Regions from separate parts of the Astyanax mexicanus genome. Here region 2 is linked to region 1. The links are chromatin contacts, called in public Hi-C maps. All regions are on one chromosome and are shown on one strand. The core of a region is the stretch at or near the end of the contact, and the rest is flanking DNA. Distances in the headings are between cores, read along the strand shown. Region 1 has its middle 8.4 kb from the start of LOC111195566. Region 2 has its middle 13 kb from the start of cica.

Region 1 (3,832 bases), core at 413-2,912:
CATTACTCTCTGCACTGTGCGCTGAATGTGCGTACACCTCGTTTTTTTACATACGGAAGGACACACAGCAGTGCACAAACCCAACTTTTACATCAATAATAAACAGAATACCAAATAAAACAACATTCTTGTTCCCATAAATTACCTGCTTACGTACCTCCACAGCATACAAAAGCAGGTCAGCAGAAGCGCTGCACCGTTAACATTCCAATCCGCCAAAGTCAGAGTGCACCTGCCTCTTAAAGGGAATGGGGCAAGTGACATGCTTATTGGTTTGCACATTGCATGTTACGTCCAAAACAGAACCATGATTTATTATTAAAAGAATTAGTAAATGTTTTTTGCAGATTATGAGCCATATTAGGCATAGTCTTCCCATTGTTACGATAGCAAAGACACTCTGACACGCATGCATGGGTGCACTGGCCAGTGTTAAATCTCATTCACAAAGCAACAGCTCAAAACAAGCAAAACTTATACAGGTGTATGTGTTTCCAGGCCATCCCCTGCAATAACACTTTATGATCAATTTATACTTATATTTATACATTATCTCATGACTTTTTACATGCCAGTGTAGAGGCCCAGCTGTTTAGGACTTCATCATTCAGAGTAATGAGTGTAAGGAAGATCAGTAAGCAGCGAGTGTGTATGTGTGTATATATGTGTGTGTTTAAGAGAGAGTGTGGCAGTGGTATGTGTGGAACGGTGTCAGTCTATATTGGGGATGTGTGTGTGTGTTGACAGCGTCTCTCGTGTCTTCCTAAGGAACTCTCCCTTCCTCCTTCCATTGGCACTATGCACAACTCGCCCCCTCTACTCTCCTTCTCTTCCATCCCCACTCTTTCTCTCTCTCTTTCTCTCTTACATACACAACACACACACACACACACACTTTCTCTCTTGACTAATTTTTGCACTCCATGGAAGACCCCAAAAATAGAAACAAGCCGATAAAAAAAATACAAAAGCACCGCGAGCAGCCACAAGCCCACGTCACTCTGTTGTGATTGGATCGGCTGTCAAAAAAAAACAAGTGGAAAGAAGAAAAAGAGATGGGTTTCATATTATAGGAACGAAGTATAGTTCTATTTGACAGCGGACGAGTGGAGCCGTCGAGAAGAAGAAGAGGGAGAGAACTGAAATGATAGGGTCACGTTAGGCTATATGGGGTGGAAAGTAAACGAGAGAAGGCACCGCGAATTTGGAAAGAGTGAAACGGTGCCCAGGTCTGGGTCTGGGGCCGGGGACTGTGTGGCAAAGCTGCTCCAACAGAAATGAAGCATCTACTCTGCCTTTTAATACATAGAGTAAATGGAAAATGGTGGTATGCATGTGTGTGTTTATGTCTGTCTGTGTGTGTGAGCATGAACATGAGTTCACTTGGGTTTATAAGAACCTCATTAAGGTGCAGGAGTATGTGCCACCTCAGCCTGTGTGTGTTTGTGCCAATGTTCAGAATATTTTGTTGTGTGAAGGTGTGAGTAGAAGTGTGAGACGAAGACTCAACGGGTCTGTCGTTTATGTCTGCATGAGCATGTGTGTCTGTGTGTGTGGGTCTCTGTGTGTGTGTGTGTGTGTGTATGTATGTGTGTACCTTGTGAGGTCCGGTGCCAGGATGACTGTGGTGAGCAGCCGGCCTGCCAACGCTCCAACCTCAGCCACGTGCAGTGGGTGTCGAAGAAAAAACACCCAGCAGCATCTGTTGCCACGGCCACCACTCTCAGTCTACACAAAGACCAAAGCTCTGCTATTAATAACAGCACTGTTAACAATAATAATACTAACTGCACATCATAAGATCTACGTCATTCTGTGGTCTACTCAACTGAGGACTGAGTGTGTGCATGTGTGGGTCCCTACTGCTGTGTTTGTAGGCCTGCCAAGAGTCTGAAAAGTCTTTTTGGAAAACTTTGTGTATGGCATCTATTAATAACTGCTTCCAATATAGATTAAAAGATCATACGATGCCACATAAATTGTTGTTCCAGACACAGATCATGAGGTCAAATGCCATCAAGTAGCATTTTGGAAGTGGATATATGTATATGTGGTGCATATGGTGGTGTTTTTGAACACTGTGAACACTTGGTGTTGAGCCTGGTTGTAGATTATAGATTCCTTTCGATTGAGAATCTCTGTTTAACATGCAGTGTAGTAGGCCTGTAATGATAAGACTTTTTGTGGGTGATATATTGTCCCAGAAATTATTGCGATACATAATATTTTTGTATTTTTAAGACTATTAAATGCCACGGACATAATGATAACAGAATAGCATAAAAAAACAATTATACACTTTTTAAAGTCAGCAAAAATTTAATTAAACCTATATTATGATTATTTTGGGAATTATATACTTATTTCTTCACCTACTTTAGTCCACACTGTGTATGTGGAGTCACTGTTATTAAAGCATGACTGGCTTAAATACTGTTCACTGTTATATATATGAAAAAACATACAAATGAACACAATAGACGATATCATGATTATAAAAAATTATTGAGGTTATGTTCATTTACTGTACGATAAATCGATATAGCAGTTATTGCGACAGGCCTACGGTGTAGTATAAAGCCCTATCTGAACGAGATTAGTTTCTCAGGGACTCTCATTAGTGAAAAATATTGTACACTTCTACTCAGTGATAAAACTCTTGCATCTGGACTGCAATTGAAAAAACAAGAGGACCAAGTAAGTTTAATGGCTTTCTCAGTCACATGACATCGCGTTCAGTAGCTCCTCTATTTCCACTCGCTGTTGTGTTTTTTTTTACGTGGATCTCTGTATAAAAGTGCACCCAAAGTGCAATTAAGGTGTGTGGCAGTGGACTTTATTAAACGTGAGGAGACGAATTGAACTCAGAATTGTCTGATGGGACTAAAATTACCAGGGTGTTTAGCAAAAACCGTAAGTAATTCAGCCTGTAATTTGTCTGAGAAAAAAAACATACATGGTCGTTCCGGACGGAAATAAAATTACAGAGTACTCCCATAAAGCAGAAAATTACCCCAGGACCCCCTGAGAAACTAATCCTGTCCAGATAAGGCTAAAGACCACTATTAATTCCTGTCTGGGAAACTGCCCCTGTGAGTTAAGAGAACCTACATAGTTGGCATTCTCTTTGGGTAAGTGGTTAGTGTATTTGGTTGTTGATGACAGGGTGGTGGGTTTGATACCTGGGTTCAACACGCTGGGACAAGCTGTTGGGTCCTTTAAGCAAGACCCTTAACCCTATATTACTTTATGTACGTGCTTACTAGTGTGTATGTGTATGTTCACTGAACAGGAATAGGATTAAAGCAGAGGCCACATTCCTTCTTTCTCCAGTACCAGGGCCGTTGCAACAACAACAGTAAACCAATTAATTGCCTAGGGTCCAGAGACTGGTCATGAATTGAATGCAACAACAAACTGTGTGAGAGTCCCTTTAAATAATGTGACTGGCAATGGAGGAAAGTACAAAGACACTGTTATCAGTATCACCCTCAAGGGGACCCTCCCACTAGCTGCTGACTGTAGCTAGACAGCAGCCAGACAGCCAGGTTCATGATTCTTGCAGCTGGCAAAATATGAAACTTCAGCAACCATGAAGCAAAGTTATCTATCAGAAAGTCAGAAAAGATGATTTAGAACAGTAAGTGCAACTTTTTTTTTTTCGAATGGGCTGCTAAGAAAATGCAGATTTGTTCCAGATTCACTGTCTATTGTATTTAATTACGCAACATTGCAATATCAAATCCTTTTAACTCTGTTCAGGGGTTTCATCTGAGCTGTTGTGGGAGTTAAAATATTTATCCCATCTAGAGTAAAATACAGCTCTAAGCTG
Region 2 (3,660 bases), core at 457-2,956, 74 kb before region 1:
AAATCATGGTATTGTGTTATGTGTGTACACTTCTGTGATAGCAGTGTTAGTGAAATCGCAGAACAACATTTTTGCCTTTAAGACAACATCCTTTCCAGGTATGCCCATCCATTTTTGAAAAAGACTACGCAAAATCACACGCTGCACTCATGATAAAGGCCACTATGATCAGGAGACTGATCAGCTTGCCATCAGCTGCCAGAGCCCTGAGAGAGCACAATTGGCCTTGCTCTCTCTGGGCGGGTAGATGACGCTCTCTCCCCACATCACTCCTAGAGTGATATCAATCAGCACAACGCATCTCTGAGTTGATGTATCACAACCGAGTCGCTGCACTTTCCTTCAAGCGCGCTGTGATGCTACTCAGCAATGCTGCATCTGCAGCAAATTTAAAAAGAGGCGGTGGCTGACTTCACATGTATCGGAGGGGGCATGTGCTAGTCTTGTGTTGAGGCAATACTTGTGATAAGGGATGTACAGCTGACTAACAGCTAAATGGGCAGGACAATTGGCCTAGCTTAAAACAATTTGAGAAGATAAAATATTTTGTTTCAAACTGTTTGCAATGAAATAAGTCAAAGTAAAAGTAAAAGAAACATTGCATTTCTTCATACTGTCTCAATTCTGTTAATTATATTGGCTTAACTTTGGCAAACAATGAAATCTTCCATATACAGTACTAGTCAAGTTTGGGCACAATCTCTCATTTGATGTTTTTTCTACATTGTAAATTAATATTGAAGTCATTCAGACTATGAAGGAACACATAAGGAATCATGTAATATGTTTAAAAATGTTAATCAAACCAAAATTCTCTGTAAACAATTAGCAGGCTCTTTTCTGGGGTGCTGGTGTTAACTTGTGCTTTTTGAGGTTGGTAACTCTGATGAATTTATCCTTTGCAACAGAGGTAACTCTTGCTCTTCTTTTCCTGAGACGGCCAGTTTCATCATAACGATTTTGATGGGTCACTTTTAGATACTTTCACAGTTCTTGAAATGTTTCAGATTGACTGACTTTTATTCCTAATGTATTTTTTTATTTATTTAGTTGAGTAGTTCTTGCCATAACATGGATTAGAACATTACTCACATAGGGCTATTCACTGTATACCAACTCTACCTCTTCACAACTTTACAACTGATGCTCTCAAACACATTAAGAAGCAAGAAATAAAGTAATTAACTCTTGACAAGATCAGCACAGCTGTTAACCTAAAGCTTAACATTCCCCATGACTCTCTCATAAAATTGACTGAGAAAATGCTAAGCAAGAGGTGCCTACTTTAAAGAATCTAAAATATGAAACATATTCTGGTTTTGTTAAGTAGTTTGAATGACTTTAGTGTTAATCTACAATACAGAACACACACACATACACACGCACACATATATATATATATGAGAGCTGAAGGAATTTGAAGGACCTAAATCATTGCTATGATCAGGAACACTATGAGAATCTCGTTCTGGCTGGGGTCGTAGCGGCCTACATTCAGACTGCTGTCACACACAATGGCCGAATTAACAGGGAAAATGGGTGGCTGTCAATCAAACCGTGTACTTAGCCAACTTAGCCACTTTCACATTCTCCCTAGCACACACACTAATTAGCCCCCTTTGTTACGGCCCATCGCTGCCTCACAACTCTCCATTTTCCCCCAAGCCATGACCTTTGACCTTGCCCCGGCAAGTCAACAAAACCTTCCCTGCACGAGGCTCAGCCCCCTCGTCAATCAGGCACCGGGAGACCGCCTCCTGCTGAGTGCGATTGGTTGTCAAGTGTCTGATTGACAGAGCAGGGTTACAGAGGACTGGAGCAGGGCCTGGGTTGACTGATAGGTCCTAAAGAATGCCAGCAGCTCTGACAGTGACAAAACGCAGAGCGCGTGGAGAGCAGGCATGTTTGTTGGTTGATGGGTGGATACAGTATGAGCTTTAGAGAGGTGGGGTAATGACAGGGGGTGGGAGCTTCTTTTAAAGTGTATTTTTGCTTCTACAGGTCTGTTTCAATAATTTTAATAATTGATTTTTCTTATAAAAGGTTTTACCTTCCAAATATATAGTTCTGATTTCTACAAAAAATATACTATTTCTACATTCTTTGTAAAAAAATACAAATAAATAAATTTCATATATGTTACATTAGGGATTCATTCTTAATATTACATTTAAAGAAATGTATCCTCTTTATCACAAAAAAAAACAGTTATTTTTTATTATTCTTTTATTAGTTGTTTTAGAACTGATTTTGGGCTCTTATTAAAAGTATCTGATGAACAGGAGATTTAGTATGGCATTGGCTCCATATATTATGAGTCTAATTCTAAATAAAACCAAGGCTAATATCCTGATACCAAACTGATACAGAAAGCTATAAAAGGACATTTTAGTTTTAGTTTAAGTTCTTTTAGTTTAATTGAAATTACAAAATTAAAACATTTTGCCAGAATATTAGAATATCAAATACAAAAATATTGTTGTTTGCAGGTTGTAATTAATTATACAATTTCTTCACCACTACATATTGTAAATAGCCTATATGTGCTTTTTGTCTGGCTTTCATAAAAATAAGCATATAAAATAGTTTAACATACCAGCTGACATACCAACAAATCACAATATTTTTTATTATTAATAATTGGGTCTTTTCACTTAATATACTGAACACCAAAAGTTTTTTTTTTGCCATTTCTGGAAAAATATGGTCAGTTGCCAAATACTTGGTTAATCCCTTGTTTCCAAAGTGAAAGAAAATGATGATGGTCAACATCCAAAATTTACATGAATTTTTCTTACAGTATTAAATTGCCACAATAGACTGTATAGTAATTAATGGATTCAAAATGATCCACCACTGTAGGTCTATAAGGAGCATAGATGCACCTACAGCTTCTATCCTACATATTTTATGCTGTAATCATATTTACTTTATTTTTTATTACTATTCTATTACATTACATTTAAATTACATTTGGCAGATGCTTTCATCCAAAGTGACTTAAAATAATGATGTACATTTAGCAACAGAGGACATAGAAGTTCAAGGCAAAACATTTTTAGGCAGGGCCCACAAACATTTTACAATTAAAAGTGCTGTTAAAGGAACCAACTTACCTAAGAAATGTAACAAAGAGAAAATAACAACACTGCACTGATTCAATAGGGGGCGCTGTTTTCACAACAATAATAGCTGGAAGTCCATTAAGAAGTTTCCTGTAAAATCCTATTCAGTGTTTCTGAACATGATGTCTGTACAATGAGTCTTGTTATTTGAACAAACAGTTCTCTGCTAAAAACAAAAACAAAAACACACACTCAAGACCAATATGGAGTATGAAATGTGGATGAAAAGCTGTTCATTCAGACATAAACATACCCTATGCTGGTAAACTAGTTTTGAACTAATTTGTAAATGTGGTGTTTGATATTGGTCATGCTTGGCCATCGTAGTTATCTAGTCTAGTCTGGTTGATCATGCTTGTAGACCAGTAAACCTTCAACCATCTCATACATACAATATGCTGGTCAAAATCTAATCTATTTTTATACTTCAGATTTTAAGTCATCCAAACTATAAAGAAAAACATATGGGGTTATTCAGTAAATATCTTGGCTGGATTTTCTCAGTCAGTTCTATGAGGTAGAATCACCTGGAAGT

What was found. A called contact is a pair of places that touch in the nucleus more often than the background predicts.
Region 2: a Hi-C map of muscle shows a contact between it and region 1, with 9 times the contacts expected there. The contact joins two enhancer-like sites. A contact is called at or near these places in 2 of 3 Hi-C or Micro-C datasets (both in muscle).

What each region holds. Positions count from the first base shown.
Region 1 is chr3:22,920,616-22,924,447 of AstMex3_surface, reverse strand. No RefSeq gene overlaps it. Among protein-coding and RNA genes, the nearest start is that of LOC111195566, 8.4 kb to the left of the region's middle. Within about 2 kb of position 1,662, the one cell type or tissue checked has an H3K27ac peak away from gene starts, as active enhancers do.
Region 2 is chr3:22,994,742-22,998,401 of AstMex3_surface, reverse strand. No RefSeq gene overlaps it. Among protein-coding and RNA genes, the nearest start is that of cica, 13 kb to the left of the region's middle. Within about 2 kb of position 1,706, the one cell type or tissue checked has an H3K27ac peak away from gene starts, as active enhancers do.